Regions from separate parts of the Sus scrofa genome. Here regions 2 and 3 are each linked to region 1. Evidence: chromatin contacts called from public HiChIP or PLAC-seq data. All regions are on one chromosome and are shown on one strand. The core of a region is the stretch at or near the end of the contact, and the rest is flanking DNA. Distances in the headings are between cores, read along the strand shown. Region 1 has its middle 110 kb from the start of TMCO5A. Region 2 overlaps SPRED1 (sprouty-related, EVH1 domain-containing protein 1). Region 3 holds the start of LOC106506784 (basic salivary proline-rich protein 2-like).

Evidence for each region. HiChIP or PLAC-seq counts read pairs in DNA pulled down with a chosen protein or histone mark.
Region 2: a contact with region 1 is called in an H3K27ac HiChIP or PLAC-seq map of alveolar macrophages. The contact joins two enhancer-like sites. A contact is called at or near these places in 1 of 47 Hi-C or Micro-C datasets (embryonic fibroblasts) and 1 of 2 datasets of contacts at active chromatin or transcription factors (alveolar macrophages).
Region 3: an H3K27ac HiChIP or PLAC-seq map of alveolar macrophages shows a contact between it and region 1. The contact joins the promoter of LOC106506784 here to the enhancer-like site in region 1. A contact is called at or near these places in 2 of 5 promoter capture datasets (fetal liver and liver), 8 of 47 Hi-C or Micro-C datasets (alveolar macrophages, blood, embryonic fibroblasts and 3 more) and 2 of 2 datasets of contacts at active chromatin or transcription factors (alveolar macrophages and skeletal muscle).

The regions. Positions count from the first base shown.
Region 1 is chr1:133,271,578-133,276,502 of Sscrofa11.1, forward strand. No RefSeq gene overlaps it. Among named protein-coding and RNA genes, the nearest start is that of TMCO5A, 110 kb to the right of the region's middle. Within about 2 kb of position 2,509, at least 20 of the 83 cell types and tissues checked have an H3K27ac peak or open chromatin away from gene starts, as enhancers often do. A contact at or near this core is called in alveolar macrophages, embryonic fibroblasts and subcutaneous adipose tissue, where this site is marked.
Region 2 is chr1:132,932,478-132,937,402 of Sscrofa11.1, forward strand. All of the region lies in intron 4 of SPRED1 (sprouty-related, EVH1 domain-containing protein 1), which reads right to left. Among named protein-coding and RNA genes, the nearest start is that of SPRED1, 82 kb to the right of the region's middle. Within about 2 kb of position 2,859, at least 6 of the 83 cell types and tissues checked have an H3K27ac peak or open chromatin away from gene starts, as enhancers often do. A contact at or near this core is called in alveolar macrophages and embryonic fibroblasts, where this site is marked.
Region 3 is chr1:133,013,742-133,018,666 of Sscrofa11.1, forward strand. It overlaps LOC106506784 (basic salivary proline-rich protein 2-like), which reads left to right and starts at 1,870. Exons shown (of 3, transcript XR_002345566.1): 1 at 1,870-2,851. It overlaps SPRED1 (sprouty-related, EVH1 domain-containing protein 1), which reads right to left and starts at 2,984. Exons shown (of 7, transcript XM_003121622.6): 1 at 1,810-2,984. The coding sequence starts at 1,841.

The sequences.
Region 1 (4,925 bases), core at 1,259-3,758:
TTGAAGAATACTTGATTCTCTGGGATACAGACTACCCAATTTTAAACCATTTTCTCTTCCCTGCCTTGCCTTTTCCATGGAAAACACCCTCAAGACTCTAGGCCATGCTTTTCCCTTAGTTCAGCTTTTGTCTCCTTCTTGACTCTGGTGCTTCCCCATGTGGCTCTGAGTGGTGTGCCATGCTTCTCATTTCTGGGAACTTGTAACAGTGGTGACAGTGATCTCTTCGTATCATCACTCAGTCACCTTTATGACTAGGTCACAGATTGCTTAAGCACAAATAATGTATAAATCTGTGCAGCTATCTCAGAGTTTAATGTATATATAATCCTAGAATGTGATTTGTTCCTGATGTTTAGCCTCAGCTAAATCTCCTTTATTGCAGTTCAGTTCCATCATGCCTTATCCATGGGCTGTGGGAGAGTGAGCACATAAACTGCATTCTTGCCACACAGGGAGCCTCTGACTATTTCTAAAGTTCATATGACTTGTTGGTAAGTCTGTGGTTTGCCTCCTCATAAATCAAAAGCTGAGATTCAGGAACACTTTCTCATCACATCATATGGTTTTTCATTTGTCTCTTCTCACACTGCTCTGAGTCCTGAAAGCCCTTGCTTTCCACTTAGTCCAGTATGAGATGTGCTATGTTAACTTTTCGCTAGGTGTTTCCTTTAGTTATTTCAGGTATAACCCTGTTCTGTCTAGAAAGTTATCTTTTGGTACCTTCCCTCCCTGTTGGCATTATCATCTTCCTTTTAAGGATTCTCTCTAAGGTGACCCTAAGGAATCAAGGTCAATTAGGACTTAAAGGGGCCTGGTGATGGCACAGATGAGTAAAGCAGATCAGGTATGACACAGTTGGGGTGACGGGGATTATGGTGAACAAGTGACCATGTACTCTGTTGACTCAGCTGTTATTTCTCAGCTTTGAGCAATTATTGTCACTTGAGAATTCTATCCACTGGTTACACAACTTTTCATTTTTTAAAGAGAAGTCCAAAATCTAGGATTTTAGATGGCATCTCCAGAATTTTAATTATTTACAACAAATGCAAATTATAAAGAAAAAACACTGAGCCAAATGAAATGCAACTGCAAATTTGATTGAGCCTGTGAGTCGTCTTTGCTTTGTCCAATTTGTGATAAATGGGAAGATCCTCCCAGACTCATTCTTACTTGTACCCAAGTCATTCTGTGACTGCTGAACTCCTCAGACTTTGTCAACACTTAGTTGTCTCATATGCCATCTTTTCAGTATCCAATTCCTTGCTATTTCAAGGGTAAATTAGGCAATATATTGACCTCATTCATTCTAATGGGAATTTTTGCTAGGGTCTTTCCTTCCTTCTGTGTTTTTATACATACACACACACACACACACACACACATATTTGGCTATGCCTATGGCATGCAGAGGTTCCTGGGCCAGGGATTGAATCTGTGTCACAGCAGTGACAACACCAGATCCTTAACCCACTAGGTCACCAGGTAACCTCAAAGATAGATATTTTAGGGATAAAACTATAGGGATAATATTCATGAGGCTCTCGTCTAAATTGGAGATTTTCCATGGTGGGCCAGAGGGAGATATTTAGGTATAATGGTAAGTGGTACTTTGTGTTTTTTTCCAAGTCACAGATATCAGCAAGCTGCCAGAGTCTAGGGCCAGGTCTGAAAACAGTTTGAACTTACATCACTGTGGTGCATGGTCTTCATCATTATCAGTGTCAGTGTCAGGTATGGGCAGACTTACAAAGGACCATTAACCACTCTTGTTAGTTTTCCCTTTCTAAAGTTGAGGGTGCTTTCAGTGTTGACAAGCACCATGTTTTAAAAAGTTGTTTGTTTATACACCTGGTCACTGGTTCCATTTGGCATGACCTACATTACCTAAGTGCTGTTTGGCATGCTTAATGAGATCCCCACTACCACCTCGAGCTCTTAAAACAGTTAAGTGAAAGATTTAGTTTCCACAAATAGAGGAGACTTGGTCCTATGAGCATATTTTTGTGACTTTCTGGCCTTCTCTGCCCATTGGCCTGGAAGGCACCCACGTTGAGCCCACCTTGTTTTAATTCAGTGACACCAGTGAAATGTCTGCTGTTCCCATCTTGTCAGACTGCCAACAGAACTTACACAAACTCAATGACAAGCCTTACATGGCTAGCTGACCAGCTCTCCCCAGGCTACCCCAGCTCCCTCTCAGGAATAATAAGGTTCTGTGCCAGGACTGTACACATCCAAGATCCCAGTATGAGTCATTCTTTTGCCCCAGGGTCGATAAAGATTGAATCAGTGAGTTGGAAAAAAAGATGGTGATTTGGTTCTTTTTATTCCCCTTGGGAAGTAGGGTGGGGATTAGGACAAACTCATCTATTTTAGATGCTTATTTGCAAAATTCATGTATAGTCCCCTTCCACGAGTGAGGTTTCGACCCTGGTGCACAGCTTTTTCATTAAAGAGAGGAAAGTGGAACTGTTTTCATGTCCTTTTTGGGTAATTCTTTTGAAGCTAGCACCACCGTGTGGATAAAGTGGATGCTGACTTTTCTTTGGCTTGTGTAACTGGCCAGCACTGTGCTTCTGGCAACGTGATTTTGGTATCTTCTCGCCTGTTTTCATCTTTTCTGAGTCATCGCAGAGCAGCATAGTGATAGAAATATTTTTTGCAGCAGTGTCATACAGTGTTGGGCTCTCAAGGATCTTGTGCTTGTACAAAATGACTGAACCACATATGCAGGAAGACGACAGTGGCAGATTCACAGAACAGCTTTGTATCAGGCAGAGTGTAAATTAGATACCAAGTTTGGGGTTAGCCACTGGGCTCCAAAGTGGATGTTACCAATATGGACTCTGTAATAAACATCAGGATCTGTTCTGAGGCAACTTTCTGATCTTTATTACCCAAGAGCTGCAGGCTGAATCAGAGGAAAAGAAGAGATGTAAAAATCTGCTGGTAGGGTACAAAAGCATTTTACTAAACCACATGGTTTGCTTCCTGTGGGGTGGGAAAGTGAGGTGGAGCCTCTCAAGACTCTTTCAGGATAATGAAGAGGAAAGAAAAGAACAAGATAGGCCAGTTCTATTGACTGTGGTTTTAAGTCCTAAGAGCATGGAGGGAAGTGGCTAGCAAAGAGAGGACAAAGTCTTTTACCTCGATAGTGGCTTTTTTTGGTGGTGTGGCACCAAGATTCCTGGAGAGGGGTGAACCTGCTTCTTCTTGAGGGGTCAGTTCATTTCCAAATGGGCTGGTGTGTGTTTATTGGGATTGGGCTCTAACAGGTGAAGCTAGGGAAAGGTGCTACTTATAAAGATCTGGCACTATTTAACTCCCAATAGGCCACTCTTCCAGTCTTATTCGTCATGTAGTCTGCTAATGCCAAAGAGAAGTTTTACCACATTTAAAACAGAAAGCTGGAGTTCCCGTCGTGGCGCAGTGGTTAACGAATCCGACTAGGAACCATGAGGTTGCGGGTTCGGTCCCTGCCCTTGCTCAGTGGGTTAACGATCCGGCGTTGCCGTGAGCTGTGGTGTAGGTTGCAGACGCGGCTCGGATACTGCGTTGCTGTGGCTCTGGCGTAGGCCAGTGGCTACAGCTCCGATTAGACCCCTAGCCTGGGAACCTCCATATGCCGCGGGAGCGGCCCAAAGAAATAGCAAAAAGACAAAAAAAAAAAAAATAAAACAGAAAGCTGTGATTGTAGAAATTTGGAAGAGTGAACAACAAAGCAGGATGGAGTTCCTGCTATGGGGCAGTGGGTTAAGGATCTGGTGTTGCTGGAGGGTGTAGGTCATAGCTGTGGCTATGATTCCATCTATTGCCCAGGAAGTTCTATATGCTGCAGGTGTGGCCAAAAACAAACAAACAGACAGATAACAACAAAAAATCAGGATATACTAACATCCTTCTTTTTGATGAGCTACTAAATTGATAGGAAAATTGTCCTTGCCACCCACCACTCACTAATGCCTTTATATATCTCTATTTTCCTTCCCATAACTGGCCTGGCTCCTGCAGCTGTAGGCATTAATGTATTTGGGATTTCACATTGAAGGAGGGTCTTGTGGCTGAATATGGGCTGATGCCAATCTGTAGGGAGTTTCAAGGGGCATGTGGTCAAACATTCATCTATAGAAGACCATTTATCAAACTTAAGTGTGACAAGAATCTGAGTGGGCCAGCTAATATATTAAGTGCAGATTTAGGATTAGATTAGGATTATAACATAGGTAAATAGAGGATAGAAAAATAGAGAAGATCAACGAAATCAAGTTAGTTCTTTAGAAAGGCGACATAATTGACAAACTTTTAGTTAGATGACTGAAAGAAATCAAATAACTACTGGCATTACTACTGATGCTACAAAAATTAGTAAGAGAATACTGAGAACAATTGTATGCAAAAAATTGGATAACTTAGATAAAATGGGCAAATCCTAGAAACATAAAACCTGTCCAGACTTGATCATGAAAACCTAGAAAACCTATTCTATAGAATAGATCTATAACAAGTCAGGAGATGGAATCAGTAATAAAATCTCCCCCAAAAGGAAAGCCCTGGACCTGATGGCTTCACTGTGAATTTCAGCAAACACTTGAAGAAGAACCAGCACTAATCATTCTTAAACTTTTCCAGAAAAGGGAAGAGGAAAGAAAACTTTCTAACTCATTGTGAGACCAGCATTTTCCTGATATCAAAGTCATACAAAGACATTATAAGAGAAGAAAACTATAGACTAATTTCCCTTGTGAACACTGATGAAAAAAAAAACTGAATAAAGTACTGGCAAATCAAATCCAGCAGCATGTTAAAATAATTATGCACCAGGACCAAGTGGGATTTATTCTTGGAATGCAAACATGATTCAACATGTGAAAAACTGATCGATATAATATACCACATTAACAGAATGAAGGGAAAAAACC
Region 2 (4,925 bases), core at 1,609-4,108, 340 kb before region 1:
TATCCAAATATTTTACTTGAAAATTAGTTTAAGAATCAAGAAAAAAATTAAATGACAAAACATTATGCGAAAATTTTATAGTTTGCTTCCTTACTATATAAATAAAATTCAATCTAAAATACACAAAGGTGGCGTTCCCGTCGTGGCGCAATGGTTAACGAATCCGACTAGGAACCATGAGGTTGCGGGTTCGGTCCCTGCCCTTGCTCAGTGGGTTAAGGATCTGGCATTGTCGTGAGCTGTGGTGTGGGCTGCAGACGCGGCTCAGATCCCGCGTTGCTGTGGCTCTGGCGTAGGCCGGGGGCTACAGCTCCGATTGGATCCCTAGCCTGGGAACCTCCATATGCCGCGGGAGCGGCCCAAAGAAATAGCAAAAAGACAAAAAATAAATAAATAAAATAAAATAAAATACACAAAGGTTACAGGAACTTAACTACATAAGACAGTACTTAATGTAGGCTGGTAAGAGGTCACAGTAATATAAAATCCATTTTGCTAGCTAAATAAAGTCTTTTCCATTAACTTAGTTTTCAGATAGAGTATTAAAATGTTACCACCTTTGAAAATGAGTATATGAACAATTCCTATCTCCCTTGTCTAAAGCAAAATTACTTTAAACAACAAAGGTAAATCACAATCCTTTTTATCATTTTGTCACAAAAACAACATTGTTTCTAAAAAAAGGAAAAGTTGGTCAAGTATTTCTCAGTACCCTGGAGAAAATGATGACACTTTTTCACATCAGATCAAATAGGTGCGATCTTTCTTCTGCCCAAAAGCATGGAATCTGAAATTGTTTCCTTTTATAATCACAAGCAAATTGTGAGGTGAGTTTTGTGGATTTTGTTACCAATCTAACATATCTGAACAATAAGAGTTGTTACAATTAACAACTTTAACAGAAACACTGTTAAAAATAATCTCAAAACAGGTGTTCCTGTTGTGGAGCAGGGAAGCAAATCTGACTAGGAACCATGAGGTTAAGAGTTTGATCCCTGTTGCTCAGCAGGTTAAGGATCTGGCATTGCTGTGAGCTGTGGTGTATCTCGCTGACACAGCTCGGATCTGGCGTTGCTATGACTGTGGCGTAGGCCAGCAGCTACAGCTCCGATTGGACCCCTAGCCTGGGAACCTCCATATGCTGCGGGTGCAGCCCTATAAAGACCAAAAAAAACCTCAAAACAAATGTAAATTAGCATTAAAGCAAAACAAAAACTCTGCCTTAACTGGCTTATTAATATAGTCAAATAAAGAAACCAAATGAAAAGATGATGCATGTCTTACTACTGCTTAGGTTTTTTAAAAAAACCTCAATTTTGAAGATTTTTCTTCAAAAAACCTTTCTTGAGTACCAACAATGTATCATGACCAACACGGTAATAAACATCAGAGATAAAAAATGAACAAAATACGATTTTAAATCCAAATTATGATGTGTTATGAAACTCTTGAAAGACAGATACGAAAAAAAAAGGTGAACATCTCTCTGATGAATTATGATACTGATGAAGATACCGAATCCTTTTTTTTTTTTTAATGGCCTCACCCATGGCATATGGAAGTTCCCAGGTCAGAAAGTGAATCCAAGCCACAGCTGTGACCTCTACCACAGCTGCAACAACACCAGATCCTTAACTTACTGCACCAGGCTGGGGATTGAACCCACACCTCCTCAGCACCCTGAGCTGCTGCAGGATTCTTAACCACAGGGGTAATTAAGATACTGAATTCTTGAACACTGAAAGCTGTCTATCAGCAAATAATAACTACTGGCACAGAATGGTCACTCAAAATACTTATTGAATAAATTAATAAATACTTAAAATGAGAGGATTTCCATTCTGGTACTGAACGCCTTAAAGATATTTATGATCTAACTATAGCATAATCATTACTTCCTTGGGGTTAAAAAAAATGAGATAATGGGTTATTCTTTTAAAGCCATTTTAATTGTCTTTGCAAATAATCACTAATAAACATGATACAACCATTATCATAAATTACAGTTAACATGCACTCAAAATAATTTCAACGTTTATGCCAAGCCCATAGGTGAATTATGAAACAATGTACTTTGTTCCTAATAAAGTGGTGAGATGAATCAGAGTACTTTATAACCTCCCATATATTTCAAAATAAGCATGAGGAATGTGAAAACTTCAGTGTATCATAAAATAAATGGTGCTAAGGTAAATTTGGTGTTCTGAATGTTGATTCTTTTTTTAAATTTTCACATGTTGCTGTCATCTGAGTATTCCCAAACCCCTTTTTGAATGATTACGGTTACTATATTACATACACATAATCAGGCTCATACATTTTTTTTTAATAATAAGAAACATTGATATATTTCTTTTTCTACCTGAACCCACTTTTTGTTATAAAGGGGCTATCAAAGCAAGATATGATAAAATCTTCTATTGGAAAGTGGAATTGAACCTAGGCTATCATCTAAAATAGTTGAGAATGGGAGCAAAATAAACACAACTATAAATGTTCTTCATTCTAATCACATTCCTTTCTTGCTTATGTATTAGTTAACTCTTGATGCATCAATAAATTACCACAATATAGCAACTTCAAGGAACGTTTATTATCTTCACAGTTTCTTTGAGTGAGAAATTACAAAGAAACTTAGCTAAATGGTTCTGGCTCACAGTCCTTCATGTGGTTGCAGTAAAGATACCAGTTGTGGCTGCAGTTATCTGGAGGTTTGTTGGGGGCTGTAGGACTGGCTTTTAAAATGACTCACTCAAGTGGTTGTTGTTAGAAGGCCCCAGTTCCTTGCTGGCTATTGGAAGGTCTCAGTTCCTCACCACATGAATCTCTTCGTAGAACTATGTCTTTGCACACAGTTAGTTGCAGGCTTCTCCGAGAATGGGTGATGCAAGAGAGTGAGCAAGATGGAAGCTACACATTTTCCTATGACCTAACGTGATTTCTGTCACATTCTATTTGGTAGAAATGAGTCACCTAAGTACAGCCCATGGTCAAGAAGAGGGACTTGAGTGAAGAGGGGAGTATGAAAGAATTTGTGGATATATTTTTAAACCAACCACTATTTGCTGTTCTTTGAACTAATTATTTACTTTTCTCATATGAAAAATACACCTACCCCTTCCAAATCTCCCCTAAAAGTCTCATCCTTTAACAGCAACAGTTTCAAATCAAGGACGTTGCTGTCAAAATAGGACCATAATGTTTTTGAATGTAGGTCCTCAAGTACAGTTCCTCTCATTGTGAGGACTCGAACTAAGACAAATTATTTGCCCCACACACAACCAACATACAATGGTAGGACAGGCAGAAGCTAACTTTTATAAAACCTTCTTATTCAATAGGAGAAAAATGGAGTCAACGATGCAAAGTAATCCTGAAATCAAGGTGGGCACATGTTAGAAGTTCCTTGAATATGGGAATAATTCTCCATGGTTCTTGGCTCTGCCCCTTTAGATTCTGCTTATAATTTCTGAGTTATCTTTTTTTTGAAGGGTAGCCCATGTTTACATGCATGTGGTTTTTTGACCAGCTTCCTGTCAGTAGAATTTGGGGGATCTAAACGGCCACTATTCAGGCTGGTGATATTTCTGCTAATTGACTCTTTTGAAAACCTTGTGTGTCTCCTGTGAATCTTACTGCAATTCACTCCATTAGACAAAAAGTACAGTCACATATCTGAGATAATCTCTTTTCTACTTTAAATTTCTGTTAAGGGACACCCTTACTCTGCTATAAGCAAGCCAATTACCTTGAGTGAAAAGGTTCTGTTAGGCTCACCTTACATCTTTCTAAGGTTTTAACAACAAATTTCATAGTCACACCACTGGCTTTATATTTTGACAAACCTGTTCTGAAAGTACCCTGTGATCTTTGCTTGGAAGCCATTTCTTAATTTTAGCATAGTATGACATATTGAGAAGACGAGAATTTTCAAAACTAGTGAGCCCTGTTTCTTTTTTTCTTTTTTTGTTTAGGAACTTCCTGAACCTGTTTCTCCCATCTTCTATTTTACCATAAGCAGAAGTAGGTCATTTCCTACTTCACATATTTCTGCAGGTGACTGTGTTGCTAAACTTTCTGCTACTATATAATAATGATTTATTTCCTTTGTTCCAGTTTCCAATATGGTTTTCTTCATTTGTGTGTGTGTGTGTGTGTGTGTGTGTGTGTGTTTAGGGCTGCAGCAGCAGCATATGGAGGTTCCCAGGCTAGGAGTCCCATCGGAGCTGTTGCTACACCAGAGCCATAGCAACGCCAGATCCGAGCTGCGTCTGCAGTCTATACCACAGCTCATGGCAACTCCGGATCCTTAACCCACTGAGCAAGGCCAGGGATCGAACCCGCAACCTCAGAGTTCCTAGTCGGATTCGTTTCTGCTGCGCCACAATGGGAACTCCCTGTTTTCTTCACTTTAATTTAAGCTCTTACCCACATCTCTTCAAAGGCTTAACAGTAAAGCTTTCACCTACTGTCCCAAGTTCAAATTATATCCCACATTTTAAAGTACTTGTTATGGCTGCACCCTGTTACAGGGAGCAAAATCTCTACTAGTAACAAATTACCCCAAAACCTAGAGGCTTAAAATAATATTATTTTACAGTTCCTGTGGATCACAAATTCAGAAACAGCTTAATTAGGTGGCTCTGGCTCACAATCCCTAATGAAGTTACAATCAGGACATCAGCTCTGACTGTAGTCACCTGGAGGCTCATGGGGTGTGTGTGTGTGTGTGTGTGTGTGTGTGAGAGAGTGAATGACCCGCATCCAAGACAGCTCATTAACATGTTTACTGTCACAAAGCTTCAGTTCATCACTACAAAGACATCTCAGTAATGTTGCTTGATTGTTCTTGTGACACAACAGTTAGCATGCTCCAGTACAGGTGATCCAAGAGAGCCAGAAAGAAGCTGCAGTATCTTTCATGG
Region 3 (4,925 bases), core at 620-3,119, 260 kb before region 1:
TTTACTTTAAATATGGTAATTAGTCTTTTCCCACCAACATAGAGCTTAACATTTTAATCCAGATTACTTTCTTAAAAGACGATACTAGAAAAAATATCGTCAATCTGTTCAGGATTTTTAGCAGTTTTTCTCTACTAACTTTGCGTTATCTGAGATACTTTTTGATCTCTCTCAAAGTAGGTCTAATCTGCGGAAGGCAGTGAGACAGTGTACAGCACTGTGAATGGACAGCCAGGTATTTTATGAATGGACGCGATCACGTGATCCCAGCACCTCCCCGAACTGATATTTCCCACATAACTGTGTCAACATTCTGAGAACAGGGGTAGTTGTTTGTGTGTGCGTCTATTTTTGAATTTAACCTATAACTTCGAACTCTCCTTACTTTCTGAACTCAAAAATCTACAGCAAGGCAGACAGTTGAGCTTCTAATTTTTTTCTTGGGAAATCCTTTCAAGATGTCCAAGGTGATGGATGTTTAATTATTTTTTTATGAATGAAGAGTGTGCTATGCAAATGAGAACGATTCACAAAAAGAGAGAGAACATGGCGGCCACTTCTGCTTCCAGACTGCACTGACACTGCAGCAATCTACCTTCTCCCACACCCGCTCAGCAGAAGAGAGCGCTGGGGGGGGTGGGGTGGGGGACGCTGCAAGGCATTTCTCAAGCTACTTTACGTTAAACAAGCCTAGGCTTCGGACTTTAAAGTTCTCTCAAAAAGGTCTGACTTGAGGAATGCACATTACTTAAAGGAATGCGTCCTACTAGTCCTAACTCACTTAACTCTTTATAACTCACTTAACTCTTTATAACCCTCCAAAGATTATCAAAACCTGAATTTAATTACAAGAAACGGATGCTAATAAGCAGCATGGAATTAAATCCCGTCTCAACAGAAAGCGGTTGCCGCATCATTATTCCTCCAGGCAGCTGTTACGTTAAAGCAAAATATTCTAAAGGCACAGTATTTCGTTTGGAAAACATAAGGACAGCCCAAATAAACAAGAACTTAAGCCGGGATGCTCTAGAAGTTAATGAATGAAGTCATCAAAAAGGTCAGCAATGTAAACACTGTTAAATCAACGTAAATGGTGTGTTTCAAAATACAGCTGAGAGAGATAAAAATCCTTATAGCTGAGCGTTCAAAATCCTTCTACGCTCCTGATAAAGACAAGTCCAGCATTCGCAAGGCAAAACAGTATAGTTTAACATCTCCCACACTCAAGGTGTCCTTAATGCTATTAAATTATTAAAATGTTTCCCTCGCCCCATTTTTTTACAAGAATCCTACAGGTCACAAGTTTAAAAGGGGGGGGGGCTTAATCGGTATTTAAGAGTCACTGACTCATCGAATTAAGATTCAAGAGCAGTTTGCGGCAGGAGGTGCTCCCACACGTTAGTTTCCGAAAGAAACTGCTATAAAGGAGGCAGGACGGATATTCAAGGTATGCTGACCGGCATGCTAAAGTGAAAAAGGACAGGCCAGAGGTCTTCCAGGCACTGGGGTAATTTCTACCCCGCCTCCATGCATCTACAGCACTCCATCTCCCGAGCGCACAATTGCCATCCCAGCCCAACACTAAATACCTTCCCCCAGATGAAAGCAACTAAAGGCTGGGGGTGGGGGTGAGGGGGTGGGGTGCAGCCATTAAATAAAATGGCTAAAAAAACAAATGTTTTCTCCACAGCAAGATGCACCGAACTCTCCAGGGTTGCAAGCACCTAAGTCTCTGAGGGGTCTGGGGGAGTGCCAAGGAAGGGGGCTATGGGAGGGGTGGTAAGTAATCAAGATCAGTAAGGTGCTTACTCGTTGTCAGAAGTCGCCGTCTCCTCGCTCATCTTTCCCTCACCGTGATCCGATCTGGAGATGGAGGAGCAACAGCAGACGCAGGAGCAGCAGCAGCACCGAGGGGCAAGAGGCAGCGGCGGCCGGGGGGGCGCGGGGGCAGCGGCTCAGGGGCCTCACCATGGTGGATGTCTCACCCGGAACGGTACCCCCCCAGCCGGGAACCCCGGCCACCCCCGCAGGGGGGTGGCGGCGACAACCTCCACCGTGGCGACCCCAGCCTCTTCGCCCGCCTCAGCGCCCAGCCAAGAGATCCGAGGAAGCCAGGGAGGGTGGGAGGAGAAGAAAAAAGGCAGGGGGGCTGCAAAGGCAGACTGGAGAGCTGCTCCTCCGGCCACTGGGGTGGAGCGCGGCGGGGTCCGGCCAGGAAGGAGCGGGCGGGCGGAGAACCCAGGAGCAGAGGCGGCGCTTCCCTCAAGGATGCGGCGAGGAGGAAGCAGGGCTCCGCTCGGTGGGGGCCGGCGGGGGGGTGCCGAGCCCAGACCCGGGCGGCGGCAGCGCGGTCCTGCGGAAGCCCACCCCACCATCTCCCGCCTCGCGGTCGGCTGCCCTCAGTCCCCGGCGGCGACCGGGCCGGTCCTTCCGGACGAGCAGAAGCGGGCGAGGGGCCTCAGGGCGGCGGATTCCTCCAGACACGCTCTGGCCGGGACGGTTCCAGAAGAGGGAGGAGGGGGCGGCGGGACGCGTGTGAGGCAGGGGCAGGCGGACCGACCGCCCCCAGCCGGGCCGGAGAAGAGCGACGCGCCCCAGGGGCAGGGTCACGAGAAGCGTCGGGAGAGCGAGGGAGCGGCCGCGGGTCCCCCAGCAGCCTGCGCCCAGCAGCAGCTCGGCGGGTCAGCTCCTCACGCCCGCCAGAGGGGAGCCGCGAGGGGGGCGGCGGAAGCGCTCACGCCGCCCGCTCCTTCCGCCGCCGCCGCTGCCCGAACCGGGGGCGCCCGCGGGAGAAGGAGACGAAGTAGTCCCTGGCGATTTCCCCGCACCGCCAGCTTCCCGGAGAACCAGAGTGGGTATGGGGCGGGGTGGCCGAGCGGGGTGACCGGGCTGTGAGGGTGTAGTGGGTAGGAGGGCTAAAAGCTGCGACCTCAGGACGAATCACCGCAACTCGAAGTCGTGTGCAGCATAGCAAGTTTCAGGAAAGTAGTTCCCTCCTCCCTTCATTTCCCAAATCGTTGTCGAGCCACAGAGCGGGGAGAGGAGGAGGGAGGCGGAGGGATACGCAGGCACGGTGCTCGTGTGCGTGCGCGCGCTCCAAACTCTTGGCACGCCGCGGAAGGAGGCGGGGGTGGGAGCTGCACCGGGAGCAGCTCCGGAGGTTGCATTGTGGCGGCGCGGTACTCCCCTTAACTCGCTTTGGAATATCCGGGTTGTTTGAACCTAGAGGCTAGGATGACAGCGTGCTCAAGGAGGCAATGGAGGCTCCTCTGTTCAGCTGTGTGTGTGTGTGTGTGTGTGTGTGTGTGTGTGTGTGTGTGTGTGTGTGTTTTCCTTGCAGAGCAAAGAATGGAACTGGCATGAGTTCATCTTTAGTTGGTGGGGGTTGGAGGGAAGGGACTACATGTACAAAGAGAGCTCCTCCTGCTGTCCCTCTGGTTGCACTGCTGCAGTCTCCTAGCTGCATGCACTGAAGGAGTGTGTGTGTGTGTGTGTGTGTTAGAGAGGGAGAAAGAGTTTAAATACCTTGGATTCTTACTGAGCAAGGGGTATTCTGTGCGGGGCATTCATCTCAAAAAGCTAGCGTGGTTGTTAATGGAGAACGACTTCCATTGAAGCCCTGGGTAGGCGTGTTATATGAATCTGGCGCAGCCAGAAGCACAGGAAATAACTCCCGCTGCGAGTGAGGTTGCATAACTATAGCGCAGAAGATGCCTCTGTGGCACGCACGAACTGCTCTAAACCGAGGCGGAACAATTATTCAATAGGCAGCTGTCACGTTTGCAATGTTAGAGGACAATGTATGCATTCAGCTCAAAAGGTTTTTGCACAGAAACCTACTGGGGTTTGGGCCAGAGTTTAAGGGTCTGCCGGACCAGAGGACTCAGCTCCTGGCTCTGCAAGTGCTATTATCTCTTACCTACCTAGAAAGGCAGCCTGTACTGGATCAGGCCTGGTGGACTGAGTCCCAAGTTTCTGACGCATCTCCCTAGGTATCAGTATGGCTCTGTGTGCAGTGCTTTTTTTCTCTCCTTGGGTTTGTGCGACCCGAGGACGAAGGTTGCTGCTCCTGCCACCTTGAGGAATAGAACAATTCCTGAGAAAGAAAAAGTGGGAGACTGCCGAATAAGTCAGCACTCGTTTGCCATCCATCTCCAGGAAGTTTCAGGACTGCTGTTCCAGAGAGTCTGGACCAAGCCTTTATATAGTATTTTGGACATTGTAGGTGCTTAGTCAATCCTAGAGGAATAAATAAAGGAGTTGAATCAGTCTGCCCAAAGACCCTCCCGTTGATTTCTGAGGTTTTATATAACTCTTGCTTCTTGTCTTGCAGCAGAATTGTCCTTTCTCAGGGCAAGGAAGGGGTAGTGTTAGTGACAGGAAGAGGTAAAGGGGATAGGCAATAGTCAGAAGTTGCCTCTGAACCTATGTTTTTCATATTGTTCCTGCAAAGAAACTGTGACGAGAAGTGTTGGAACTGCCCCCTCTCCTTCCAATACTGCTGCTCACCACATTGGCTGCTTGGATTTGAATCAAGTCCCATCAGTTATAATTTGTATTCTAGACAATTTTTGTTCTAGGCAGGCTATTTACATTCTGTCCCTGTATGAAATGGGGATAATAGTACCTAACTCATAGAACTGCTGTACTGATTAATTAGGTGATAGTATACATAAAGTACTTGGAACAGATTGAGAGCTGAAGTCTTCACTCTCACCTTGATTTTACAAAACAGATAATAATAAATTCCATGACAAAATGGTGGCAGTTGCTCTGAAGTTTCAGTGTAAAGCATTCAGTAGCTTTGTTCATTCATTCAACAAATAACCATTGGTTTTCTTCCATGTCCCACTCTTGTTAGGCACATGGTCTGGTCCTTAGCAAGCCATCAATAAATGATAGCACAGTCAACAATCCGTTCACTG